Linked DNA regions of Mus musculus: region 2 is linked to region 1. The links are chromatin contacts, called in public Micro-C maps. All regions are on one chromosome and are shown on one strand. The core of a region is the stretch at or near the end of the contact, and the rest is flanking DNA. Distances in the headings are between cores, read along the strand shown. Region 1 has its middle 38 kb from the start of Gm30729. Region 2 overlaps Notch3 (notch 3).

Region 1 (3,627 bases), core at 487-2,986:
TTCTGGTTTTAAGCAAATTAAACCCACTAGGGTGCAGTGAAGGGCGAATATGGCATAGAAAACATTATTTTATGTTAATCTCTCCATAGAAAGTGTCTGCAACAAGAATAAACCAGCAAGGAGACACAACAGTGCAAAACACACCGATATTTACAAACTGTCAGTTCTGGCCATGCTGACCACGCAATGGCTTTCTGGGAGGTCAGGCTGACCTGGGGACACACTGACTCCCACTTACTGTCAGGTGTTGCACAACACCAAGTCTGAGGCCTGACAGAAAGATGTACACGCACACACACCAAAACAAAAAAAAACCCAAAAAACAAACAAACAAACAAACAAACAAACAAACAAACAAAAAACCCAAAAACATCAAATCTCCCAGCAGGATGGCAGGATGGCTGTTTAATCAGTTGGTACCAGCATCTGCCTGGGCCTCTGACACTGCTCCACAGGCTCCACCGTGCCCCCTGCTGGTGGATGCTGAGACTGCAACTGGACTGGCACCTGCCAGCCATCTGCAGCTGTCACAGAAAGTGTGGACAGGCACAGGCATGTCCAGCTACACCTCCACCCCAAGGCGTGTCTCCATCATTGGGGGGTGGGGGGGAGTGACATTCATTCAGACCTGGGGACCAGGTTCAAGCCTTCCCTGGCTCACCACTTTCCCTAGAGACTGCAGCTCTAGTGTAACCTCACACTGAACCTGACCTCCCAGAACTGCCCCTTAGAGGGACATCCATTCTTAGCATCCACTGGTGGGACCCGTGGTTAGCATCCATCTGTCACATGGACAGACATGGCTTTCTGCAGGTAGCTAGCTACGTGGATGTCTGGAAGAGAAGCACCCCAGATGGCAGCAATAAAAGGGGGCACTGGGCTGCGGCACCCTCCTGAAGGCACACCACCAAAGCCTGGGTCCATGCCTGTCCACTCAAACCCCAGTGCCCTCTCTGGTCCAGGTGGATACACTGCCCCGGAAAGGTTCACGGAGGGCCCAGTGCAAGCAGGTGGGCCCAGCCTGTGGTCACTGGGCATGTATGAACTACCTAAGTATGGCTTGATACCCCAAGTTAATGAGTCCCCCAAAGGGCTGCAAGGAAGCGAAGAACTTGGAGACAAAATACATTCACTTCTTCTTCCCTTCACTTTACAGTGTAAGGACTGAAGTAGCTGGAGCCGGGAACTCTGTCTAGGAGCTGCCCAGGAGCACAGCAAAGGCCTCAGCACTGCTCTGGCCAACCTGGCTCCTTCCAGGGACCCTACCTTCCTCAACAAGGACAGGAGACAGCCTGACCTCTAACAGCCTGTGCTGGTCTCTTATCTCAGGTGGTGCTGCTGACATCATACTGGGAGCACAGCCTGTGGGGCGCACAGTCCCCTCCTTTCAAATCCCCACTTCAGCACAGAGGAGCCTAGAATGCTCCCACTGAAACAGCAAGTGGCTTTAAAAAAAAAAAAAGGCTCTCACCGTTAAGGAAAAGGACCGTGTCATTTGTCATTTTTACATTCGTGGACATACTGCAGAAGTGAGACAGAGGCCCAGGATTATCACACAGGAGCAGGCATGACTTAAGAAGAGTCATATGTGGGAATTCCTTCCTAGCATCCGGGAGGTGGAAGGAGACGCTTTGAGGCAGGATCAAAGTCCTACTGGGCTACCCTGGGCTAATGCAGCTTCCTTACTAAGCTCTGGAAAGTGAAAGCAAAAGCCAATTCTGACTTGGCTACTAGGGGGCCGGACCCAGTGCTTGCTGGCTGGCAGGGCTGCAGACAGTTCTTTGGAAAGCCTGACCTCGGCCAGCACCTCTGCCCATGCTCAAAGCACTAATCATTTCTTCTTAGTCACGTGCTCTGGGCCTTATCCCCTGGCTTCCAAGGCAACCTCCAATTTCTCCTTAGACTGTGGCTTCTGTGAAGAAGCAAGGCAAATCTCAAGAACTGAAGTTCATTAAAGTGGGTGTGGGTGCTGACTGAGGTCAAGGGATGTTGTGAACAGACAGCCCCACTCACAGTCATGACTGGGGATCCCCAAACTCTGGGAAGTAGAGCCAAAACAAAAAAAACAAAAAAAACAACAAAAAAAAAACTCACCCTTGAGCAGTAGGCAATGGGACATGTCACAGTCTCCTGAGGGGTCTAAGAGCTGCCCCTGCATACACAATGCCAATATGCTCTGTAGAGGAGACCTTCCAAGGAGGCAGAGAGCTAGCTGACTTCACATCAGGGCCTCTGGCCCCTCAGCATGAGGTGGGCACAGAATCCAGAAATGGAGGGGGAGGGGGGAAAACCTGCACTTAAGTCCGCCACCAGGGGGCAGGAGCCACCTCTGTCTCTCCTTCCCTGTCTGTCCAAACCCCTGTGCAGCGATGCACTGTCCCCAGCAGCATGTGGCAGGTGCACTGCCACCTGACAGTTCTGCAGGGCTGGGTGAGTGCCCACAAGAGCCCAGTGAGGCAAACTTCCCTGAATCCCCAAGCTGCCCTGCTCTCAGCAGCTCAAACCCATGTTGGTCAGCTTCCTAGAATTTGCTCCAAAGTTACAGGAGACCCTGCAGACACCCAGGCCGCTTGCAGATCTCCTGGAATGTTCAGGTTCCTTAAAAGGTCCCTGTCACAGTGACCACATGCTTGTGTGCCTTCCCAAGCACGGGGATATGAAACCTTCCCTCGCAGCCCAGCAGCTCCATACGTGTGACATTCTGGGACACCCAAAGAGTGGCAGAGACACAGAAACTCTAATGCAGGAATAAGGGAAAGCCAGAAAGGCAACGAAAATATTTGGCGGAATTCTTCCAATGCCAATGGTTAAGACCTAACCCGAGTTTTTTTTTTTTTTTTTTTGTTTGTTTGTTTGTTTTTTTTGTTTTTTTGGTTTTTAGTTTTTGGAGACAAGGTTTCTCTGTAGACCAGGCTGGCCTCGAACTCAGAAATCCGCTTGCCTCTGCCTCCCGAGTGCTGGGATTAAAGGTGTGCACCACCATGCCCAGCTGGCTGGCTTGCTTTCTTTTTCTTTCTTTCTTTCTTTCTTTCTTTCTTTCTTTCTTTCTTTCTTCCTTCCTTCCTTCCTTCCTTCCTTCCTTCCTTCCTTCCTTTCTTTCTTTTTTTTCTAACCCAATTTTAAAGACAGCACCAACATGGGCAGAGTCAGGACTGTGTATACACAGGGGGCAGTGACAGCCAGTGACCAACAGAAAGGTCCAGAGGCAGCAGGCTGGCCTCCTCCACCTTCCTTCCTTCCACACGCCTATGAGGCAGTCAGAGGCCCAGAGCCTTTGGGGGAAGGGACCATGGTTCTGAATCACATATTCCTACAACAGCTTTGTCATTTAAAAAAAAATAGCACAATGGCACATTTTCACACTAGAGACTGGCTGAGACCCGACTCTCAGGAAGGAACATGATGTCCAGTTTCAGTCATGGCTCTAAGGCAGATGTTACAGCTTTTCAGAGGGATGGAGACGGACACCTCAGCTCACTGTGTGTCAGGGCGAGTGTGCGTGATCCTCACAGCACCGTGGCCTGCACAACGATCTCGGGGTCCTCAATGTCCCTTTTGCTCTGGACCATCCTCAGCTCCAGCTGAGCCGGGCTGGGCTTCTGTCCTTCTCCTCTATCTGCTATAGAA
Region 2 (3,627 bases), core at 761-3,260, 48 kb after region 1:
GGGAGTTCAAGTTAGCCCTGTGGAGGAAGAGGCCCAGAAACCCCCACTTTGGACCTTGCACAGAAACCAGACACTTGGGTATTAACTATTCCTTTATTAGGTGGTAAGGGAACTGAGAAGGTGAGGGTTGTACAGTGCAGGACCTGGGAATTCAGCTACAAAGGACTGTGACCAGGTGCCATATTACAAAAACAGCCTAAAAACATTTCTATTAGGCAGGCTGAGCCAAGAGAACAACAGGAAGAGGGAGAGCCACTCCCACCTTCTGCCCTGTATTTACAATTAGAAGTGGAATGCATACAAAATACATCTCCCCTGACGTGCCCCCCCACCCCAGGCCCTAAAAGGTGAGCCAGGCTCTGGGAGGTGAGCCTGGAGTTGAGGCTTTGAGCAGACAAGACCCCTTTCCCAGTGAGTCTACACGTCTTATCTGGAATGCAGTGAAGTGAGGAAGGGGAATGGGGAGGGGAAGGAGGCTCCCAAATGTCCCCTGACCCCAGGGGAGGGTGTGCCCAAGGCTGGCTACTTGGTACATACGAGGGCCACATACTCAGTACGTGGAGCCCTAGTCATATCTGTGTACTCAGTACACAGAGTCCGGATTGGCCAAACGGGCCCACAGACTCAGCCCCACGGGGGCGCTGGAGGAATTTGCAGCGGGGGGAAGGGAGCAACTCCATATATATATTTTGTAAAAAATAATAATAATAATAAGTTTGTTTAAATGAATTTGTCTCTATACAAAATGTAAAAAAGAAAAAAATAATAACTCACTCTTGTCAGAGTGTGAGACAATGAGAAGCAGAAAGAGGGGGGGGAGGAAGTTGAGGCAGGGAGAGGGATCAAAAGGAGGTCCCAGATCCCTTAGGGGGCCAAGGTGGTGGAAGGTCAGCCCCTACCCATTATAAATAAAGGAAGACTGGGGGTCTGGGCTGGTGACCAACTTGGTCACACTACAAGACAGAGAGGTGCAGGAAGGCTGGGACAGAGAGAAAGGGATGAGAGTAAGATTAAAAAGGAGGAAGAAAGAAGTCATAGAGGAGTGTCACTTCAGCACCCCTCAAATCCAAGAACTTAGGCCATCACCTGCCTCTTGGGGGTAACTTCTGGTTGGGGTCCCAGCTGAGTCTGGGACTGAGGGAGGGAGGGAACAGATATGGGGTGTGGCTGAGCAGGCAGGGCTCCAGAGGCTGTGGCATTGGTAGCAGTTGCTGGGCTAGGTGTTGAGTCAGACCAGTCTGAGAGGGATGGGGGGGATGGGCTGGCCCAGTGCTCTGGGGACTCAGGAGACGGGGTCAAATAAGGATGCTCGCTGGGAACCCGCAGGAAGCGGGCCTTGGTGGGGCTACTGCGGGTTCCTGCTGCAGGATATTCCTCTCCATGTCCTGGAGCAGCCAGGTAGGGTGGGGGCCGCTCTTGGGGAGAAACTGGGGCTCCTGGGTTGAGCAACTGGGGTCCCGGAGCCAGGGGCAGCAGGAATGAGGGCCCTGGAGGGGCAGGTGGAGGCAGCCTGGCCCAGTCGAGGGGAACAGCTACAGGATTGAGCAGACCAAAGCTGAGCACACAGCCCCCAGGAGGCTGGCGCCCCAGAGGACCCGCCCTACTTGCGCCTAGCTGTGCCAAGGACACCGCGGTGGCCGTGGTGGCATAGGGGCCCTCCAAGGGGAAGCCTCCAGGGGAAGCAGGGGGCCCACTGAAAGGCCGTGGTGAGTCCAGAGAGTCCACCGGTGACAGTGTGACAGAGCTGTCTGCCAGAGGTCCTGGACAGGCTAGTGTCAGCTTCTTGCCCCGACCACGAGTTCCCTGTGGCCCCAGCCCGGTCTTGCCAGGTGGCCTCCTGCTCTTCTTGGTCCCAGACTGCACCGCTTTGAGGCCAGGAAGGAAGGCCCCTGGTGGGCAGAGCAATGGCCCTAAGCCATGGGGACCAGAGGGACTTCGAGGTCCACTGGGCTGGTCCAGCAACCGCACAATGTCCTGGTGCAGCCGCTCCTGGGCCACGTCCCGGGGCAGCCTGTCCAAGTGATCTGTGATCTCCCGGTTGGCGAGATGATCCAGCAGCAGCTTGGCAGCCTCATAGCTGCCCTCCCGAGCGGCCAAGAACAGCGGCGTCTCTTCCTGAGGCGGGGGAGGGGCAGAACCCACGGAGGTCAGTCACTCTGGCCAACACCTAGCTTTCTAATCTCTAGGGCAGCCTGAGAACTAAGAGTTGATACCCTGGAAATAGATGGACCTGAGTTTGGATTCCAGCTCTGTTGAAGAAACAAGCTCTCTCTGTAGCAGGCACATCTGGCCAGGACTTACCTTAGGCACAAAATTTAAAGGGGCATCAAAACTTCCAGTCATCAAAATAAACTGCATGGTGATGTTATAAAAGTTTTAAAAAGAGTTATAAAAGATTAAAAAGCACGCCTTTAATCCCAGCACTCGGGAGGCAGAGGCAGGCAGATTTCTGAGTTCTACCAGTTTCTTTGTCCTGGTCTACAAAGTGAGGTCCAGGACAGCCAGGACTATACAGAGAAACCCTATCTTGAAAAACCAAAAAAACAAAAGATTAAAAAGTGAGTTGTTGGGGTTCTGGTGGTCCTGTACACCTTCAGTCCTACCATCCAGGACACAAAGGCAAAAGGGTCTCTGAGTTCTAGGCTAGCCTGGTCTACAAAGTGAGTCCTTGTCTTAGAAAGAAAGAAAGAAAGAAAGAAAGAAAGAAAGAAAGAAAGAAAGAAAGAAAGAAAGAAAGAAAGAAAGAAGGAAGGAAGGAAGGAAGGAAGGAAGGAAGGAAGGAAGGAAGGAAGGAAGGGAGGGAAAGACAGAGATGGAGACAGACAGAGAGAGAACCTGAGCCTATGACCCCAGCACTTGAGAGGCTAAGGCAGAAGACTCACCAAGAGTTTGAGGTCAGCTTTTGCTAAATTAACCAGTAAGACATGATCTCCAAAAGAGAAGGAAACAATGTAAAGACTGGCAAGACGGCAAGACGGCACAGTGGGTAACCACACTTGTCACTCAGCCTGGTGACTTCAGTGCCATCCCTGGTATCCACACGGGCAGTTCACAACTGCCTATAGATTCAGCTCTAGGGGGATTCAACACCCTCTTCTTGCTTCAAGGATATCTGCAACTCATGTCCACATACTTACACGCACACACTATTTAAAAATAAAATATATCATTGAAAAAAGAAAAAGCCAGGCATGAGAGCATATACCAGCATTTAGTTAGTAGAAATATGAGAATTGTGAGTTCAAGGCCAACCTGAGGTAGGAAGTTAGTCTCAAAAAGAAAGAAAGAAGGAAGGAAGAAAAGTAGGCTTGTTCAAGCTCAGCAGCTCATGCTGCTGCTTCCCCTGTCACAATGGGGACAACTGCGTTCGATGTCACACAGCGACTTCAACAGTTTGCTCTCACAGCCTTCAGGCCAGAATCCCACTCCTGAGAGCTGACTGCAAGCAAGATGGATGCCCCTAACAGGCTTATTCCTCCCTGACTCTGCTTTGTCACATTCAGGGGCTGTAGCACTGTAGGCCCCCAGTGGCTCACCTTGCTGTCCTGCATGTCCTTGTTGGCTCCATTTTTCAGCAGAGCCAAGGTAGCCTCCACGTTGTTCACAGCTGCAGCCCAGTGTAAGGCA

What was found. Hi-C and Micro-C count contacts between places; a contact is called where the count stands out from the background.
Region 2: a Micro-C map of the G1E-ER4 cell line shows a contact between it and region 1, with 2.6 times the contacts expected there. The contact joins two enhancer-like sites. A contact is called at or near these places in 3 of 15 datasets of contacts at CTCF or cohesin (the G1E-ER4 cell line, large pre-B cells and pro-B cells), 11 of 484 Hi-C or Micro-C datasets (the AML12 cell line, the G1E-ER4 cell line, the HL-1 cell line and 5 more), 3 of 115 datasets of contacts at active chromatin or transcription factors (bone marrow-derived dendritic cells and embryonic stem cells) and 3 of 9 other capture datasets (adipose tissue, embryonic stem cells and pancreatic islet).

Annotation. Positions count from the first base shown.
Region 1 is chr17:32,073,040-32,076,666 of GRCm38.p6, forward strand. It overlaps the pseudogene Pdxk-ps. Among named protein-coding and RNA genes, the nearest start is that of Gm30729, 38 kb to the right of the region's middle. Within about 2 kb of position 1,737, at least 23 of the 459 cell types and tissues checked have an H3K27ac peak or open chromatin away from gene starts, as enhancers often do. A contact at or near this core is called in the G1E-ER4 cell line, where this site is marked.
Region 2 is chr17:32,120,746-32,124,372 of GRCm38.p6, forward strand. Notch3 (notch 3) reads right to left here. Exons shown (of 33, transcript NM_008716.3): 32 at 3,537-3,627; 33 at 75-2,115. The coding sequence ends at 1,075. The region is part of intron 1 of Gm38585 (a long non-coding RNA gene); the gene reads left to right. Among named protein-coding and RNA genes, the nearest start is that of Gm38585, 9.4 kb to the left of the region's middle. Within about 2 kb of position 2,011, at least 38 of the 459 cell types and tissues checked have an H3K27ac peak or open chromatin away from gene starts, as enhancers often do. A contact at or near this core is called in the G1E-ER4 cell line, where this site is marked.